Regions from separate parts of the Mus musculus genome. Here region 2 is linked to region 1. Evidence: chromatin contacts called from public HiChIP or PLAC-seq data. All regions are on one chromosome and are shown on one strand. Each heading gives the region's core, a stretch centred on a gene start, on an enhancer-like site or on the middle of the called end of the contact. The rest is flanking DNA. Distances are from core to core; before and after follow the strand shown.

Region 1 (2,946 bases), core at 193-2,692:
CCACCAGCCCTGAGATCTGACTTGGCAGACTGCGGTGGTCATGAGTGAGAACCGGGGAAGCCTCACGCCCGGGAATGGCAGGGAGGATCACGAGGCACAAAGTCAAAAGGAGAGAAAAGAGGTTAAGCATACTCGGTACACAAAGTTGCCATTAAAGTTTATTTCCCTTATATCCAGATAGGTGACGCTACACTTTGCCGGTTACTAAAAGCTGCAGGCTCTGCTTAGAAAATAATACCCAGGCTTCTAGCATGTGTTTTATTCCCCAGGCGCGTGCACACACGGTCTATCCCCAGTGAGAGCCGGATGACAGGAATTCCAAGCATTTAAACAAAGGCAGGCATTCTCCCCTCCCCAACCCAGACCTCCAAAGTCTGGGCTCCAAAAAAGGATCCTCTCTGGCTCTCGTTGGAGTTTGATGCTCTCTCTTCACTACTGCAGCCCGTCACGGTTTGGCAGAACACAAGCTTGGCTTTCGGAACTCAGACATCGACCTCAGCCTACCAGTAGCAATTCACTAACCCAGATGCTAAATTGCGAAACGAAGACACGTTGCGGGTGGGAGTTGGGGCGGGAGGGGGGCATCGTCTGAGGGTAGACGTGGGAGGAAGGTATACTAACACCCTCACTTCAGCTCTTACCCACGCAGCCGGGTTTAGTCTACCAGCCCTAGAGGGGGAAAAAGAATCACCCCACCCCCACCCAAACTGCCTAAGGAGACTAGACTTTGGCTTATCGGGGCTGAGATTGGGCAGTTCTCAGTCGGCCCCACGAAGCGAAGCCTGGCTTCGGTGAGCGCCGCGGCTGGCTAGTCCTTCCTCCCGCCTCCCTTCCCTGGGCCCTCCTCCCTGGTTCTCTGCAACTGTGTAGTTTCGGATACCGCCGCCGCCGCTGCAGCGTCGGAGTCAAGTCTGACTCCGGAGCCCGCGGGCTTTCCGCAACAACCACCAGTTTATGCAAACTTGCGGGTTTCCGGCTAGTGGGTAGCGAGAGTAGGAGCTTCCCCGGAGCGATTCGGTGTCTCGGAACAGCCACAGCCAGAGAGGCGGCGGGAGCGCGCGCACCAGACTCTGCTAGACGCGAAAGCGGACGAGACAACTGCGGAATTCACCCGCCGCGCCAGGGCACTTCCGAGACAACAGCCGACTGGCACTTTTTCTCCCTTTGGCAAACTAGATTTTTTTTTTTTAAGCTACTTGGCAGCTCTGTTTGACTCCACCTCCCCCTCCACCCCCGCCCCAGTGGCTTTGGCTTTTCTTTGGAAATCCGGACAGAATTGGGCATCTTTGTTAATTGCCGTTAGGAGTGCCCGGTCGTGAGCTTTCACCGGGCCAGTGTCGCGCGGATGCACGGAGCCAGGCTTGCTCACCTTTGAACTGCAAAGGGATCAAGTTCAGCTCGAGTTCCCCGCATTGAGACTGGAAGAAGCTGAGAGACTGTGCTGGAGAGAGTGAGAGAGGGGGGGAAAGGGGAAAGGAGAGGAGGGAGGAGAGAGAAGAGGAGGGAGGAGAGAAAGAGAAGGAGGGAGGGAGGGGAGGGATCGAGAGAGAGCGGGGAGAGAGAGAGAGGCTGCAATCTCCTCCCTGAATCGCGCACAGCGCTGCAGATCCCACTGCTCCAACACGCGGGCCGAATGCAGGTGAGGGAAGGCACGGACTCTGCGGCTGAGAATCCAAACTTGGGCACCGCGCGGTGCGCACGGTTCGGCTCTCGCCCCCGCGGGCGAATGGTTGCTGCGGTTTCAGGCGGCGGCTTCGTGACTAATGACCTTGCGCAGAGTTGTTAAGAAAAAAAGAGAAACCGGAGCTCTTCGGGGTGAGAAGCGACCGACTCTGGGCGTCTCTGAAGATGGCTCGGGCTGCTCTTTGGCGCGCCGGGAGCACCCGGTCGCGGACCGAGCTGTGACGCGAGGCGTCTTTTCGCTGCACCTTGCCCGAAGCGACCTGCCGTGGAATTTTTCATTCAAGATATGTTGAGTGGCTTCCCGGCTGCTTAAGAGGAGTCAGAGTTAAGACTGGCTTGTTGCTCGCCCCAGAGCCTGAAGCAGGAAGCGGTTCAGGTTTGTCTGGACCTCGGGAGCCTAAACAGAGCCTGGGTCTAGAGTGAGTAGCTGGAACGTGAATTGGACTTAACTCGAGTAGCAGTAAGGACTAACGCTGCTGTCAGGCGGGGAAGGCTGCAGGTTTGTTCTAGTCCGCTACCAGGCTCCGCCGCCCTCTTGCAGAAGCGGTTCCGGCCCCTTCCCAGGGCTTGGAGACTGGATCTCAGTATCTTCCCACTGCGGGGATGACTTTGTGGGGGCACCGAGCCCGTGGCGCGCAGTGTCCCGTGAACTGTGAGTACTGCGAGTAAACGGTGGCCGGCGAGCGGGCGATTAGCACCCATTGCATGAATTATGAAACAATAACTTTCGGAAGAAGCAGGAGGAGAAAAAAAGAAGCATCTCTAGCTGCCCCCCTCCCATCGGCCGACTCTACGCGCTACTCTGGCCCCCTCCCTCCCCTCCCTCTCGTTTCTTCCTTTCCCGGAGAGGAGGACCGAGGGGAGGGCAGGCGGCCAGCCCCGGAGGAGGGGGGTGCCGAGGGGGGTTGTGGTTAGAAGGAGCAGTAGCAGCAGCAGCAAGAGAAGATGCTGAGGATGCGGACCACGGGATGGGCGCGCGGCTGGTGCTTGGGCTGTTGTCTCCTTCTGCCGCTCTGCTTCAGCCTGGCCGCCGCCAAGCAGCTGCTCCGGTACCGGCTGGCCGAGGAGGGCCCCGCCGACGTGCGGATCGGCAATGTGGCCTCGGACCTGGGCATCGTGACCGGCTCCGGCGAGGTGACTTTCAGCCTTGAGTCTGGTTCTGAGTATCTGAAGATTGACAACCTCACCGGCGAGCTGAGCACCAGTGAGCGGCGCATCGACCGAGAAAAGCTGCCCCAATGTCAGATGATCTTCGACGAGAAC
Region 2 (2,700 bases), core at 126-2,625, 1.4 Mb after region 1:
TTTAGACTGCCGCCAAGAAGGCTGCTACTGTTATCATAGTGAACAGATGCTGCAGGCTCTTAAGCTGCAGATATTTCTGTAGCAAACCTTCTAACTCTTTTACGCGTTTGCTCAGAAAAGCAAAAGGTAAGATCAGGCTATTGCAAAGCTGCCTGTGGTATTTTATCTTGCAAGGTGACAGGTTTGCTCAAGATGAAACTTTCTAAGTCATAAGCCAATTCAGAAAAAAAAAAAAAGTTCTTAATTGTTTTTTTTTTTTTTTCTATAAACTTTGTTCACACCAACTTTTAATTCATTTTGCTTAAATGGAATTTTATTGAGGCTGTCAGGAGCAGGCTGCATGCTGGGAGTTGTACAGAACCAAAAACATTATCTTAGCCTAAGTAACAGCTGTAGAGAAACTGTGGGACCTCCCACATATCCCCCACTGAGACCTAGACAATGGGTGAGTTATTTGACAGAGTAACAACAACAGCTGCCAACTAGGTCGAATTTAAAACTCAAGCTTGAAACTTTTAGACTTGAAATAAACTGGTTCATAAAATTATTGGGGGCCAAAGAACTAGCATAATAAGTAACATTTGTAAAAAGAAATTTATTGGATTTAAGATTTCCTGGGTCGTATTTCAGGTCATCTTTGTCTACTCAGTTCAGAAATATTTTAACTGAAAGGAATTTCATTTTCAACTGTGTGCTTTCACATAGCACAAACTACTTATCAAATGGTGGATGGTGTCAAGATACACTAAGCTAATATTTTTTGATTTTCCAAAGAACTTAATATTCACCAATACATTTCTTCAATATGTGAAAATTTAAATTTTATAAACGGAAAAGGGGAATATAAATGGCAATCCAACGGAAGTGATAGTTTTCATTTAGAATATGGCATTTTTTAAAGACGAAAACACACCTATGATACACAGTTTATGGTGGCATTATGTTGTCAGACAGAACAGTAACCGTTTCTGAAGAAGGAAAAGTTCCATTCTCAAGGAAGCTCCTTAGCAGGAAGGTAAATATACCACAAGTTAGAGGCCAGATAGGGAATCCATGACAGACCAAAGTGCTTATACCACCAAAGTCCAATTTATTGAATCAATGAGTTTTGTTGCAATATTTACAGGAAAGTGGGTGAGGGGCTACTTTCAAGATAAAAATGTCTCAAACAGAGCTGCATCAAAATTGGATCACACTGCACAGCACAGTGGTCAGGCCACTGTACAGGTAGGAGAGTGTTCTTTCCAAGTGACTCCTATATAAACCTCAAGCAACTCTGCGGCTTTCTGCCTCTTGCAGCCACCTGCGCTGGTCTCAGAGCCCTCTTTGAGGCTTTCTTCCTCTCAGTCTTCTTTGCAGCTCAGTTTGTCTGAGAGCCTCTGTGAAAGATCCACAGCTTGCTTCGCTTCCTCTCTGCTTTTATTGCCTTCTATGGCAGGGAGGGGCCTGGGGAATCTGTTCAATGGCACAGACTTCATTCCGTTGTTTCCCTTCCAAGGGGGTAAATTTGGAATGCTTCAATCTCTGAGGAAACTGGTCTACAGTTCCTTTCCTATATAATTTGTAGAAATCGTCAAATTGTGGCCATTTCTTTTGAGGACTGTAAATATTCAGATTCTCTTTATCTGGAAGAAAGCTCGCTCTTATTAACACTAAAACAGATCAAATGCCTGTAATTAAAGAAAAAAAAAACCTAAACCAAAATAAGGCTTAGGAATAATATTTGTAAGAACACATTTTAATATATTAACTGAAAGGCACTAATTAATATTTGATGTTACTTAACAGGATTTCCTGAATATCTTCCCTCTTAGTGGGCATATTATGCAGCTGAGTATCCTGTCCTATTGTTATTATTTGTAGCACATGCAACAACTAAAGATTGCCTGTACTTACCCAGGCAAAAACATGAATCAAAATTAAAAACTACAAAGCCAAAAGTATCTGTAGAATGTACTAATCACATTGGGTTTATTTATCCATGTAGGAAATGTCTCAAAAAGAAAATTGAAAAAAAATTAATACTTGGATTGAAAAGAACAACATATATTAGCATATTATAATAGATGGTAATCAGAATAATTTCATTTGATTTCCTCTGAGCATCAATAATAAAATCTGACTGAAGTCCTTACAGAGATATGAACTTTAGTCTTCTTCAGTTGTCGAGATGTATAAAATGTGTGTTGAAGAGATATGTTTCATCACTTTGATATAGAATAAGGATTCTCTTTACTTTTAAAACACTTAACTCTTTTGAGATTATTTTCTGGTGAAAATAGTTCTCATATAGAGATAGAGATAGAGATAGAGATAGAGATAGAGATAGAGATAGAGATAGAGATAGAGATACAGATACAGATACAGATACAGATATAGATGATACAGATACAGATAGATAGATATAGATATCCATATCCATATATATATGGATATGTATGTATAGATATGTATATATGCCTGTTCTTATGATAAAGATCTTCAGAAAGATGAAGGACGTTGGTCCTTTGAATGATACCCGACAGACAGACACAAAAGAGAGCTTTGAGATAAGAGAATGTAATACAATTTAATGGATAAAATTATAAGGTCATGTAAAGTGCAGGTTCAATCTTTGATACTTCTATCAGGAGCCTAGAATGGCAGAGTCTTTGCCATGGCAGAATTAACATTGCGCTGCCCTTGTCTGTGTATTTATGG

What was found. HiChIP or PLAC-seq counts read pairs in DNA pulled down with a chosen protein or histone mark.
Region 2: a contact with region 1 is called in an H3K4me3 HiChIP or PLAC-seq map of neural progenitor cells, with 6 times the contacts expected there. The contact joins the enhancer-like site here to the promoter of 4932441J04Rik in region 1. A contact is called at or near these places in 1 of 39 promoter capture datasets (cranial neural crest) and 4 of 115 datasets of contacts at active chromatin or transcription factors (acute myeloid leukemia, astrocytes, embryonic forebrain and 1 more).

What each region holds. Positions count from the first base shown.
Region 1 is chr5:57,716,477-57,719,422 of GRCm38.p6, forward strand. It overlaps 4932441J04Rik (RIKEN cDNA 4932441J04 gene), which reads right to left and starts at 1,443. Exons shown (of 5, transcript NR_015588.2): 1 at 1,370-1,443. Pcdh7 (protocadherin 7) reads left to right here and starts at 1,605. Exons shown (of 3, transcript NM_001122758.2): 1 at 1,605-2,946. The coding sequence starts at 2,629.
Region 2 is chr5:59,138,491-59,141,190 of GRCm38.p6, forward strand. No RefSeq gene overlaps it. Among named protein-coding and RNA genes, the nearest start is that of Gm22308, 75 kb to the right of the region's middle. Within about 2 kb of position 1,376, at least 14 of the 459 cell types and tissues checked have an H3K27ac peak or open chromatin away from gene starts, as enhancers often do. A contact at or near this core is called in neural progenitor cells, where this site is marked.